Regions from separate parts of the Mus musculus genome. Here region 2 is linked to region 1. A link is a contact called in public HiChIP or PLAC-seq data. All regions are on one chromosome and are shown on one strand. Each heading gives the region's core, a stretch centred on a gene start, on an enhancer-like site or on the middle of the called end of the contact. The rest is flanking DNA. Distances are from core to core; before and after follow the strand shown. Region 1 has its middle 25 kb from the start of Gm38832. Region 2 overlaps Polr1a (polymerase (RNA) I polypeptide A).

Evidence for each region. HiChIP or PLAC-seq counts read pairs in DNA pulled down with a chosen protein or histone mark.
Region 2: a contact with region 1 is called in an HNF4G HiChIP or PLAC-seq map of pancreatic cancer cells. The contact joins two enhancer-like sites. A contact is called at or near these places in 3 of 484 Hi-C or Micro-C datasets (embryonic fibroblasts, embryonic stem cells and nephron progenitors) and 4 of 115 datasets of contacts at active chromatin or transcription factors (the NIH/3T3 cell line, embryonic stem cells and pancreatic cancer cells).

What each region holds. Positions count from the first base shown.
Region 1 is chr6:72,183,600-72,190,360 of GRCm38.p6, forward strand. No RefSeq gene overlaps it. Among named protein-coding and RNA genes, the nearest start is that of Gm38832, 25 kb to the left of the region's middle. Within about 2 kb of position 2,487, at least 22 of the 459 cell types and tissues checked have an H3K27ac peak or open chromatin away from gene starts, as enhancers often do. A contact at or near this core is called in pancreatic cancer cells, where this site is marked.
Region 2 is chr6:71,977,000-71,983,760 of GRCm38.p6, forward strand. Polr1a (polymerase (RNA) I polypeptide A) reads left to right here. Exons shown (of 34, transcript NM_009088.3): 32 at 335-452; 33 at 945-1,109; 34 at 1,416-2,361. The coding sequence ends at 1,516. Among named protein-coding and RNA genes, the nearest start is that of Gm26628, 17 kb to the left of the region's middle. Within about 2 kb of position 3,387, at least 153 of the 459 cell types and tissues checked have an H3K27ac peak or open chromatin away from gene starts, as enhancers often do. A contact at or near this core is called in pancreatic cancer cells, where this site is marked.

The DNA.
Region 1 (6,761 bases), core at 1,237-3,736:
GAAGAACTGTTAGTGCTCTTAACCACTGAGCCATCTCTCCAGCCTCAGAAACCACATTAAAAAAAAAAAAAAAAAAAAAAAAAAAAAAAAAAAAAAGCTTGATAATGCATTGACTCTAATAGTCCCAGAAATGGAGAGACAGGTGGCTCTCTGGGGGTCACTTGCCAGCCAGTCGGGCCTACTTGGTGAGTGCCAGGCCAGTGTGAAAGTCCTCTGGCCTCTGTACCTGCACGTACGCGCGCGCGCACGCACGCACGCACACACACACATTAATTAATTAGAAGCATCAGCAATCTTTCTATCTTTAGTATGTTAACAATATTTAACACAGAGATCATTTCTAAACATAATGTGGAAGTTTCAGTTGTTCATAATGGGCACAGTCATACTTCCCTAGGTAGAAGAGGGCTCTTGAAGACAACATGAACTGCCTCCAGCAGGCCAAGAGGCCACCTTCTGGGAACTGGTGATCTTGGACATGCAGTACCTTTTGGTCAGAGAGTCAAAAATCCAGGATTATTGACCTGGCAGCCACAGTGACCATAAGGCTCTCTATGTAATTATAATTACAGGACAAAAAGGATCAACTCTGTGACCACCTCCTGGGCAAGTGACCCTTACTCATTTGGGAAGGTCACACTATTACCATCCTGACATGAATGTGAATATTCTAAAGGAACACTTGAGTCTCTCCCTCCAGTGTCAAGACCATTGAGGCAGTAGTCCACCGGGAGTGGAATTTCCTCAGGTGTCTCCTGCTGGCAGAAGGAAAGGCTGGATCCTTGGGACCAATCCCAAGGGAGATTTCACACTGCTGACACTTGTCTAGCCACTTGGGGCTGGTAGGATGGCCCAGTGATAAGGCACTTGACACACAAACCTGATGACCTGAGTTCAATGTCCAGAACCCAGGAAAAGGTAGAGGGGATAACCAGCTCCAGAGACCACCTTACAGAGGAGACTGGGGCGGTGATGATGAGGGACCATAATTTGACCAAGACCACACCTCTGTACATAACTCACACCCTTCAGGACCCTGAAGATAAAACTGGGAAGGGTGTGGGTACCACTGCCTCTCTTTGTTCCTCTTCCCAGTATGGCTACACTGAATGCATATCTTGTCTCTGCTTCTCCCTGTTACATGTCTGATTAATGAGTCTGTTAAAGGCAGGTGGCCAAGCCTGGCTTTTGAGGAGATGTCTGGCCCACGCTTTGAATCTAACAACAGAATGTCGCTCTCCTTATCCAGACTCATGTGTCTTCAAAAGGAGGCAAGCAGTGGATCCTTGTCAGAGCAGTGTGTACTGGCTTCAGCTTCAGGGCAGAGATCGCTCGGTCCAGGAACCAACACTGACCCACAACATACGCTATAACCCAGCCAAGGGTGGCAACTTTCTTGGAGATGGCCACATGGCTGTGGCCCTCACATAGTCCTTCCCCTGGGCACCCTGACTTTCTTGATTTTATTTCCCAGAACCTTGAGGGGATTGGGAAAGGAGGAGGCTCCAGAGCAGTTTTGAGGGACACATTCAGTAGCCACAGGCAACAGGTGGGGGTGGGGTGGAGCAGCAAGAGCAGGAGTGGGCACGGGCCAAGGCCCGGGCTGTCAGTCACCACAGGAAACAGCCTCCTGAGCTTACAGTGGGCCCTGTGAAGACTGAAACAGGCCTCCTCTCCTCTCCTCATTCCCTGTACCACAGCCTGGGCAAAGAGACCATACATTCCCATCTTCCAAAGCTAGTAAGAAAGGCCTTTCTGCCAGCCCAGTACAGTGGAGTCCATTTGGATTCTATTTTAATTTCTTTCTTTCTTTCTTTCTTTCTTTCTTTCTTTCTTTCTTTCTTTCTTTCTTTCTTTCTTTCTTTCTTTCTTTCTTTCTTTTTTGAGCCAGGGTCTGGCTAAGAATCTCTGGCTAGCCTGGAACTTGGCTATATATACCAGACTGATAATTTCAGACTCACAGAGATATACCTGCCTCTGCCTCCAAAGTGCTGGGATTAAAGGTGTGCACCACGGTACCTAGTGATTTTAATGAAATCACTATTTCTAGAAGTTGTGAGTCCTGCTATATTCTCACAAGCTGATTCACACACACACACACACACACACACACACACGAGTCTCATGTATCCCACCCTAAGAAGCAAGCCAAGGATGACCTGAGTACTCTAATCCTCCAGCCTCTGCTTTCTGAGTATACTGGGGTTACTGGTGCACATGTTCACACCCCACTCATGCACTGCTGGGATGGAATCCAGGGGCTCTCCATAGGCAGGCAATCTATTAACTGAGTCACACCTCCAGCCACTCACAAGATGACTCTATGTGGAGTTATGAGGAGCATTCCTGTCGGTATCCCTCCAGGGTTCAGGCGAGCTGGAGGGTCCCCACTGGTGAAGGCTGAGCAGGTGGGAAAGCCCACCATAAGATCACCTCCACCTGTACTGTGTGACAGTACTTCCCATTCTGGCCAGCAGAGGGCGGTGCCGCACCATGAAGACGTTCCCTCTCTGAGGCCACCAATTTCAAGGATTGTTAATGGAATAAGGTGTGCTGTCTGGCAGCTCTCCCCTGCTTCCAGTAGAACAATCAGATTCTTGGGTCACCAATGTGTGAACACCAGGTTCTAAGCACCTCCGGACTCCACCATAACAGGTTCACAGCACTGGGACCTTCTGGGAGCCTGGGAAGTCTTGTGGGTCTGAAGCCACTATGTGTTCACAAGGCATCACCAAATCTGTTAGGCATCAGGGGTGTCCTAGAGGGCACTCTAGGCTCAGAACAGCCTTTTTCTGGATATGGGTTGTTCTCCAGAATGTCAAAGCTACAGAATGGTTAGGGCAGAAGTGGGGGCCACCAAGCTACAAATTCTGTAGGTGCCAAATCAGGGCACACCAGCCTCCCCAACACTGATTCCTCCCTTTTCAGTGCTTAGAAAGAACTCTGGGTCAGCCATTCCCTCAAGCTCAGCCACACGGCCTTAGGTGGTACCCCAACTGTGGCTCCCACAGAAAAATCCTGTGGCTCCCCAGGGGTATTTAGGACTCAAACACCCCATGCATGCCTTTCAGTCCTGAGGAATTCAATTATATGGGAAAACTTAGGTACAAAGAGTGGAAGCGATTTGCCCAAGACCTCAACGAACCACAATGCCAGAAGTTACAGCCAATAACTGGATTCCAACAGGCCTCTTGGCTGTGAGTTTCTGGGGTTCGAATCACCGGGGAAAGCAGAGGCAACTCCTGCCGTCTAGAAGTCTGGGAGAGCCGCTGTGTGGTCACAGGCTGGGTATAGATCATGAGTGTAGTGCTGCCCTGGGCAGGAGCCCCTCTAATTCCAGCATGAGTGACTTACCAAAAAGACACTGAGATGCCCTGGGAGGTGTCAGCCCTTGCCTGTGACTAAACACAGCCTCTTGGCAGGTCCTCACTGTGGGGGACAATTAAGAGGGGAGAGAAAGAAAGGAGGGGCTATCAGAAGAGCCATCCACATCACTGACTGGACCGATTCCTGGGGCACAGGGTGAGTGATGCCCCCTGTGTCTCCCTGTCACTGTGCAAGCTGGCTTGGGTCCCTCTTCTGTTCTCCGGACTGGCATCCAGAGGGAGTATTGTGACCAGCCACCCAGACTTTCCATCAGAGGAAACCCATTTCTGTACATGACAGACACTGCTTTGTGTAAGAGACTGGGCCAGGGATGCAGGGATCCAGATGAGAAGCTAGAATGATGAGGATATAACCTCATCCTGGACCAGAGGGGTCAAGGTCAACAGGATGGGAGGGGAGGCCCAGGGAGGTGAGAGCCTTGGAGAGATGGGAGGAAGAGGAAGAAGAGGAGAAGGAGGAAGAGGAAGAAGAAGAAGAAGAGCAGGAGGAAGAGAAGGAGGAGGAGGAAGAGGGGAGGAGGAAGAGGAGGAGGAGGAAGAGGAGGAGGAGGAAGAGGAAGAGGAAGAAGAAGAGCAGGAGGAGGAAGAGGAGGAGGAGGAGGAGGAAGAAGAAGAGCAGGAGGAAGAGGAGGAGGAGGAAGAGGGGAGGAGGAGGAGGAGGTGGAGGAGGAAGAGGAGGAAGAGGAGGAGGAGGAGGAGGAGGAGGAGCCTCTTTGGAGAGGGTGGTGGGACAGGTACTTCCCAGCAGACCCAGCTGTGGACATTTCAGGGCACTTGACAGAGATGAAGCAGGCTCGGGTGTGGGAGCTATGTGCCAGATCAGCAGCTCTGACCACCGCCCCCTCTTCTTTAGTCTCATGGTGCCGCACATCTGGACTGTGAAGAAAGACTGCACGGGTACAATTGCTCAGTTGATGCCCCCCCCCCAGTTGGATGGTGTTGGGTGAGTCTTGGGGGTCCTGTTTTTCTATATTGCTGTTAACAGATTCTCTTGCTAGGCTGCTGTGAGGATTGATTAACTGATACTGGCTCTGAAGGGTCAGCTCCATATAATAATCACGCTGCCTTTTAGTGAGCACTTGATACAACCAGACTCCAGCTAGTTCCCTACCTAGTTCATCTGAAACCTTCACAGGAGACTCCCAAGTAGCTTACCATTAAAAAAAAAAAAACAAAAAAACAAAAAAAAAAACAAAAAACAAAACAAAAAAAAAAAAACAAAAAAAAAAAAACAAAAAAAAAAACATCTATTTATTCTTTGACAGTTTCACACACATATACAGTGTACCTTGATCATGCCCCTGCCCGATCCCTGCCTCCCATGTTCATGTCCTCTTAATTTTTCTGTTATCATCGTCATCGGCGGCGGCGTCATCATCATCATCATCGAACCCACCGAGTTCAAATAGAGCTGCTTGATGGGAAACTGACAGACCTACGGCTTGGTCTTGTGCTGGTAACCCCAACAGAAATGAAGTGAGTTCCCGGAATTCAGCAGTTCCCAGCTCCCCTCCCCATCCACAGACTCTCACAGTCTCCCTTCCTCTGCTAAGGTTCTCTGAGCCTTGGGGGAGGAGGTTGGTTTGCTGATCCTATTTAGGCCTGAGTTCTCCGTAATCACTTAGCATCAGCACTTTGACTAATTCTAAGTCTCTGTATTAATTGTTACTCGGGCCAGAAGCGTCTCTGACCAATGTGGTTCTAATCTATGGATACAAATATAAATGCCTTAACATTTTGTCCCAGTGTTACAGATGGGCAGGTAGAGGCCCTTGCCCACAGTCACAGAGAGAGGGGCAGGGTGGTGAGTGGTTTATTTCCTTCCCAGGTTCCAAGGACCCATTGGGAACCATCCTGGGCCATGCAGGTCTCTGGCTGATGGTCCTGAAGGTTTGGAACAGGATGTGTGGGGATCAGAGCTCATCAGCTCTGCTGGACCCTCCCCTCACCCACATCCAGAGTCCTGGTTCTCTTGTTAAAAGCTGGGGTGGGGGAAGGAGCCCTTACACACAGCGCAAATGTGTCCCTCGCTGCCTGGATTCTCCTGGAACCCGGGCTGCGCGCACAGACAGAAGTTGTGTACACAGGATTTTAGTATTTCCTCTCCGGCTCCAGCCCCAATTTGAGGGCCTGTAAAAGCTTGAACGGCGTCCAGTGCGGCGTGGTTTGCCTAAGCCAGGCTCCCGGCGCTGAGTCAAAGCCCACACAGGGACCAGGGCGCCTGGGGTGGGGTGGGGGGACCAAGCAAGGAGGGGCGGATGGCGGGAGGGAAGCTGCTGGGGGGATGGAAGCACGGAGAAAGGCGCCAGCTGTGGGGGTAAGGGGACGCGGGGCGGGGAGGGGACTCCAGAGCGCCCACACGCAAACGGCCCAGTCTGCCAGGAGCTGGCTGATCTAGCTCTAAGCAAACCTCAGGGGCTGGGGCGCACTCCTGGGGAGAGGCTGAGGCGTAATTCCGTGACCCCTTTCCTCCCCCAGAGCCAGGGAAGCTTTCCCGTGTTGGTTGGGACAGTATTGGAGGTTAGGGAGAGAAGGCTCCTTGTGGCCGGGAGGTAGGTACTGAAGACTCTTCAGGCCACTGACTTTTAAGCATCTCAACTCTCAGCGTGAAAACGCCTTGTCCTTGAGCTGTGTGAACCTTCACAGCTCCCTCACTCAGCGTTCTCTCCTCTGTAAAGCCCGAGGGTGTGTCTACTCCCATCTCTGCAGCTCTAGTTCCAGCATATGGATGTGTGAGGCAGGAGAGAGACACAGGAAAAAAAAAAAAAAAAGGACGGGTCTTCCTCACCCTGGGACCCAGTGTGCAATGCCTGCTGGCTGTGCCCAGAAACTGCAATCCTGTTGATCAAGCCGAAACTGTCAATTGAGGTTGGGCTTGTCTTCTTGAATCCATAGCAAACATGGGTGTTTAAAACACACATGGTGCACACTTTGGGTCGAGGGCTGTGGCCTTAAAGTTACCAGGATCAGCGTCTTCTCCTCTCTAAATCTAAACACGCCTCATAAAACCTTACCTTGCAAATTCATTCGTAATCTCTTAAGACACGTAAGTAAACTGTTCACTTTCTAAACTTAATTTTTTTTAATGGGTGGTGGTGGAGAATGTCAGCAGGGTGGAACAGTCTGAAGCTTCTGTACCCCAAGCTAGCTAGGCACTCTCTGTGTGATTGAGGGTGACCTTGAACTCCTGATCCTCCGTCTCCACCTCCCGAGTGTCGAGATTGGGGGGGGGGGGGGGAAGCATGTGTCACCACACCCAACTTAAACTTCACTTAAGTTTTAAACTTTGCTTAATCTTTAAGGCTTGTGGTAATTGCATCCTTTGAATGGCATAATTTAGAAAAACCGCAGGATCCTGCAAAGTGCCACTGTGCT
Region 2 (6,761 bases), core at 2,137-4,636, 210 kb before region 1:
GTCTCTGCTGAGGAACCTCTCTTCACCTCCCAAGCGTCCATCCCAGTGAACAGATTGCTGTTACAAGAATAATAATGAACAAAAAACTGTTTCTTGATTAATTTCAAGTGTGTCCTACGTTGTCTCGTTATACTGGTCACAAAAGCAAGACAGTGTAGGACCCTGGCTGGTGTGCAGCAACTGTCCTCGCTCATCCTTGCTGTCTCCACACACTTGGCACCAGCTGGCCCCAGCCACTGGGCACAAGGCGAGGAGAGAATACTGGGGACATGCACACAGGACAAAGCTGGCAATGGGACACTTACTTAAGTCCGTCCCTTCTTCCCTTGTCCAGATACTGGACCTGCGCCGCCTCTACTCCAATGACATCCACGCCATGGCCAATACTTATGGCATCGAGGCTGCGTTGCGGGTGATAGAGAAGGAGATTAAAGATGTGTTTGCTGTGTATGGTAAGCGGAGCATGACAGCATACCTGGCCTAGTCGGAGTACCTGCAGGCTAGGGCAAGTGAACTGAGGTGGTTAGCCCTTCATTTTGGTGGGAACAGAGGCATGGTTGCTGAGTCTACAGTCATTTGAGAGTCACCATGAGGGAGTGTGGAAGATGGTGGCTTTGACTCTTGAAGTAGCGTCCCTGTTACTGATGTCTTTGTAAAGTTCATGATGGATGGCTTTGGCCCTTCAAGGGTCTAGATCCCAGGTAGAAACAGGACACTTAGGCAGAGTCTCATTATCCTGTGTTGCTTGCTACATGGACATGATGAGCAAGATGAAGGGATCAGGGCAGTCCCTGGGCCAGGTGTAGGGCTTTCACGGCTGGATGAGGAGGTGGGGGAGCTGAGAGAGATCCAGGGTCTCACTGTAGCCTGCCTGTGTCAGAGGATGCTCCCTCAAGTTTGCCTTGTCTCTGTTTAACCTTCCTAATGTTCTGCCCCTGTGACAGGCATTGCAGTTGATCCTCGCCATCTCTCCCTGGTGGCTGATTACATGTGTTTTGAGGGGGTTTATAAGCCACTCAATCGCTTTGGGATCCAGTCAAGCTCCTCCCCTTTGCAGCAGATGACATTTGAAACCAGCTTCCAGTTTCTGAAACAGGCCACCATGATGGGTGAGTGTGGGCAGTGACTTGGGCCTTCCCTGGGCAGATGGGCTTGTCTCACCCCTTGCATGCAGTGAGATCTTGGAATCAGAAGTGGAGAGGCAGCCGACAGTAAATGTCTGCATTCTGATGGAATAAAGAGAGAGCTCCTCTTCCAAACTTAAATACAGTGCCATAGCATGAGTCCACGGGGGTGGGGGGATGGGAGGGTGTTATCTCCGGCTAACAGGTACCACCACACAGCCTCAGCACTGAGCCCTCAGTCCCCCACACCTCCCCCAGACCCCTAACACAAGCTCTTTCTGTCTTACATAGGATCCCATGATGAACTCAAGTCACCTTCCGCCTGCCTCGTGGTGGGAAAGGTTGTCAAAGGCGGGACAGGCCTGTTTGAGCTCAAGCAGCCCCTAAGATAGCAGCATTGTCTGCCCAGCCTGGAGGACCTGGGGGTGGGCACAGCTGACAGTACAGAGTGACATAGCAAAGCAGTAGCCTTGGGGTCCGGAAAGCAGATGGCCTGAGCTGGGCCGGCTTCCCTCAGAAAAGGCTCCTCCTACCTAGCCTTTCTCATCTCGGGATCAGGAGCAAGGCTTCCCAAGCCCTCAGAGATGGCTGTTGCTCGACTTTTGCTCCCAGAGGCCCCAGCCAGGATCCTAACAAGACCCAGGACTACACAGTGGGAAGATCACCGTGAGCCACATTTGCTGTTGGGAATCCCAGGTGCCACCGTTGCTGTGCGTATGCTAGTGGCTAAGGAAACATTCCCAGGGGTTCCTGAAGATCCAGAAAGGGCATGAAACCTGCTCCATGTGCCTGTCCCTCCCTGCTGCAGCTACCAAAGGAGAGTCCTCAAAGAGGCTCCACTCAGGGCTGCTTTCCTGGGCCTGAGTCAATGGCACAAGGCCCCCGCCACACTGCCATTGCTGTATGGCTGCATACACCAGACCAGAACACTCCCACAGCCAAGACATCTCTCTGGGACCGCAGCAGCTCCCTACCCCACAGCCTAAAGTTTCCTACTGGGGCTATTCAGCAAGGCCACGTAGCTTGACCTTCCTGCCTCTACACTCAGCTGGATGTCAGAGCCCCTAGTCACCCCCAGGCCCTGTACTGTTGGGGTCTTTGAGCCATGCAGTCAGGTTCCCTGGCTGGACAGAAAAGACAGAGGCTTTATGAAGCCAGACCGTTTCTATTTTTGTCCACTGTTATTCCAGCGTGGGCTGAGTAATAAACATGGCTGGAACTGGCTGTTAGAAGATAATCAAGACTTAAGTTTTTAATCTTTCCCTTCATTTATGGTTTCTGCATCTGGTAATTAGTATTTTCTTGGCACAGATTTCAGGCTCCTCTTCCTACTTTTATCTGGCATTGTAAGGGCAGACTGTGCCCCCTGCCCCCAACTCCCAGTCTTCACCTCTGAATCCTACCCATGGCCAGAAGCACAGAACTGTGGAAGGCTGTGGGGAGAATTTGTGTTACCTTAGTCGGGTAAGAAGACTGCGGTGACTTCAGAAATGGGCTGGCCTAAAGGTTACCATGCCAGAAGAGATTCTGCAGTCTCCTTCAGGCTCATGATGGAACCTATCCTGTGTATACCCAAGAAAGCCAGCACCTCAAAACAGACTGCAGGACATGGCATAGAAGACTGTCACAGCCTCTAAGGGAAGCAGACAGAAGGGGTCCCAGAAAACCCTGCCCTGAGGACGCAGCCTGCAGGATAGATAGGGCATTCATTCTTTGGGTGAAAAGGCAGGGTGACTACTTACTCACTTTCTTCTTACACTAGAGTGGAGAGGGGATTCTTGTAGGAAATATCAAGGTAGTCTGGAAGCTGTGGCGTCCAGAGCCTAGGTGGGTGTGTGACTTCCTGCAGTCAATCTTACCTGGAACTGAAGAGCATAGAGCTAAAGGAGCAAACCCTGAATGTAAACATTAATGTGACCACACTTATGCCAGACCTCTGACCTGTACTGGAGCCTGGAGTGGTGGCATCCTTCCTCCACCCACCCACCCAGCTGTTTCACATTTAGCTTGGGTCTACTGTGCCTGTTTTGAAATAGCTTCAAAGAAAGAACATTTGCAGTCCTGAGAATATTCCCCAGCCTACTGCCGTAACATGACAGGGAGACCAACCTCAAAGGATTCTGAACAGAGAAACACCAAAGCAAGTGAGTAATCCTGTAAAAATAGCCCAGCAAAAAGGAAGTGAGCAGGCTCGAGATCAGAAACAATAAGTATGCTCTCTCCTACTTACCTCCCTGGGGTGGAGTCGTAAACCACCACCACCCCTTCAGCACTAAAGATTGAGCCCGGGGCTGCATGTGCGAGATGAGTGTTCTGCTCTACCCTCCCCAGCACCTGCGGAACATTTTAGAAAGCTGATTATAGAACCGCACTCCAGGATTGAGATAAGAGTGGCCTTGGGTACACCCCGGATATGAAATGAGCTTCAGAAAAGAGTATACAGCAAGAGTCAAACCACAAGCTTAGTTCACCCGCAGTACTGTGACTTAAAGCTAACTTCACTTGAGTGTGAGGTGATGTGGGAAGTAAGTCACTGGCCCTCAGTCCTCCAGTGAGCTCTAAATAGCTAATGTCTGCAGGGACTCTAGAGATTGCTCAAAGGAAGCTGCAGTGATCTAACACACATGAGGCCTGGCAGAAGATAGGTGCCAGGAAGCTCCTGAGTCAGCACATTATGGAAGCTGCCTGTGCACCTTTCAGAGTTCCTCCCAGGAGGATAGCAACAGGACCAAAGGGAGGGGATGCTTGGCCAGCCAGTAGAAGTTTCCATCAAAACAGTGATGCTTTGACTTGGAGACATGCGCCTGTAGTTCCAGCACTTGGGAGGCTGAGGCAGGAGGACCTCAAGTTTAACAACCTCCTGGTCTCCATAATGAAATCAAGACCATCTTGACAAAGAAAGAACCCAGGGCTGGGGGTCCAGCTCTGGGAGAGTCTCTTTCCAAGGGCCTGGGCCCAGCCCCAGTACAGCAAATTAAAAAGACCCAGATGTCCAGAGACACTCATCCTTCTGGTTCTCCAGGTGCCTCTGTCCTGTGAGTGCCAGGGAGGCTGAGTGCAGGTCTGAGGTGTCACTGAAGGCTCTGCGGTGTTCTGTATGAATCAGTGGTATTTGCTGCCACTTCCCTGTACCCAAATCTCACACAAAGTGCCCACTCCCAGTTTCCTCCCATCCTGCATCCATCCCACTCCAATCTCCACTTGTGCGAACCATACAGACCCTATTCTCATGGAGCTAGCAATGCAGCATTCCAAACATCTCACCAGGCAATTCTGCCTTATTTCTAGCCAAAGGTTATGGTACCCAGAGGGCATGTGAACACACACCATATACTTATCCAGGTAGGACCAAACTGCTGGTTTCATGGGGAGGAAAGAGAATAGCTGAGTGCATGCTCAGAGGCCAGAAGAGGAAGCTGGGAAAAAATCATGACTCAGTCACTGCTTCCCCACCGCAGTTTGCGCTCCTCCACACCTCCCACTTCCTGGCTTCATCGTGAACATACAGATGCCTCATCCTGGCCCAGCCACATGTGCCTCTATATTTCTAGCAAGTTTGAGTATCTATATGAGGAAGACCTGCTGGCCCTGCCTGGTGCTGCTTTCTAGATCAGCTGTCCACTGTGCTGTTGTCACAGGAGCCTCAGCCAGTTTGGGGCTGAGGTATATATGTGAGGGTCTCAGACACCACTGGTCTCACTGGGTTACACTGAACGGCCCTTACTCAGGACTCTGTTTGTTTCACAAGGTGGATGGGTATGATGTACCTATTTGTGTGTTGGTACATGCACACTTGTGTGTGGAGGCCAGACGTCAATGCTGAGGGTCAATGCTCAGTTACTTTCCATCTAGATTCTGAGACAGTGTCTCCCTGAGCCCAGCGTTCAACATTGGTTACTTTTACATGAATGCTTGATAACTTGGGTCCATATGTTTGCTGTGACTTTAATGGCTGAGCCATCTCCCCAGCCCCTGACATTACAGTGAGTAGAGCCAGCCAATCCTCAAGGACAGCAGGCAAGACAGCTGGCGCTGAGGACAGAATCAAGTTCTCTCATCTCACAAATGTAACACTGAGGGAGTTGCTTGGCCCTTCTGTATTTTATGTATAAAATGGTAATTAGTAAGTGTTCCTAAAGTCTACTTTAGCCATATCAGCACAACTATAGGTGCTCACCTATATTACCTGTACACTGAGTGGTCCTCCACTAGGGGCATATTGTACTCCTTCCCATGCACACTTGGAACTTTTGTCAATGTCTAAAGATATTTTTGTCACAACTGTAAAGAGATGCTACTGGCATCTGGAGGGTACAAGTCCAATGCTGCTGTAATTAAAGTATAGTCTTAACAACAAAGGATCATCTGGATGCAAATGTACAAGACTGAAAACCTTACCACACAATCACCCATGGGGTGGATATTGTAGGCTTTGATTTCTCAAAACCTACTTTTAATAAGGGTTTGTAAACACTTTAACCTCCCTTCTAGGCCACCACCCACCAGAGGTAGTGGAAAGGAAAGGTTAATAGGGCAAAGGAGGATATGGACCTGCTTAGAAATAGTTCTTTGGAGCAAATCCAATCTGCAGTGTCAGGATATCAGCCTCTCAGTTCATACGAATCAGCATTGATCCACTCGAAAACACCATTCACAAATCAGAAGAAACCCGGGAGGCTCTGCCAAACTGTCCGAATTCACAGAAGCATCAAGAAGCCACCAGAACACCACTGGAAGTTTACTGGTGTGTTTCTGACATGACAAACAACTAGCAAAGAATGGTAAGGCATACTAATACCATCCAGCATCGTCCACTGTCTATTGGGTCATACTTATATCCTTCCCAAACATCGCATGTTCTCTCAAGCATCCACTCTAGCAAAACATCACATGCCCCTTTTTCTGGCTGCTTCCAGAAAAACACCACATGTCTGTTCTTAGTAAAACATCCTCCCCTGTGTCTGCTTCAGGAAAAAACATCCTCTCATAAGACTGTTTCCAGGGAAAAAAAATCACATGACACAACTGAGTCTCGAAAGAAACCAGAAATTTCACTTCAGGCTGTGCGTGCTTTTGTGAGATGAATCCCTTCCCCCATTGACCTCTCCATATATCAAATGGGTTCCCTAAAAATAGAATGCTTCTAAAGAGTGGCTCATTCCTTTTCTGGCTGGCCAGTGAGCACCAGGGCTTTGCCTGTGTCAGCCTCCCCAGTGCTGGATTTACAGGAACACACCACCACACTGAGGCTTTTTATCTGATTCCTGAGAGTCCTCCAGAGTACATGGCAAACACTTTACCAACAGAGCCGTCCCCCCAACCCCTGCTTCACTGCCTTTTGTTTTTATTGGTGTGTTTCTGTTTGTCTATTTTAATGAATTATTTGTGGGCTGGAGAAATGGCCCAGCAGTCAAGAGCATTGTCAGCTCTTCCAGAGATCTTGAATTCAATACCCAGCAATCATATGGTGGCTCACAACCATCTATTCTGGAATCTGATGCCACCTTCTGACATGCAGGTGTACATTTAGATCATAAATGGTCTTAGTAATGAGATACAGGGTCTGAAAAAAATCATTAAGAAAAATACAGGGAAATTCTAGGAGTTGGTAGATTACAAATTACAGTTGAATCATTA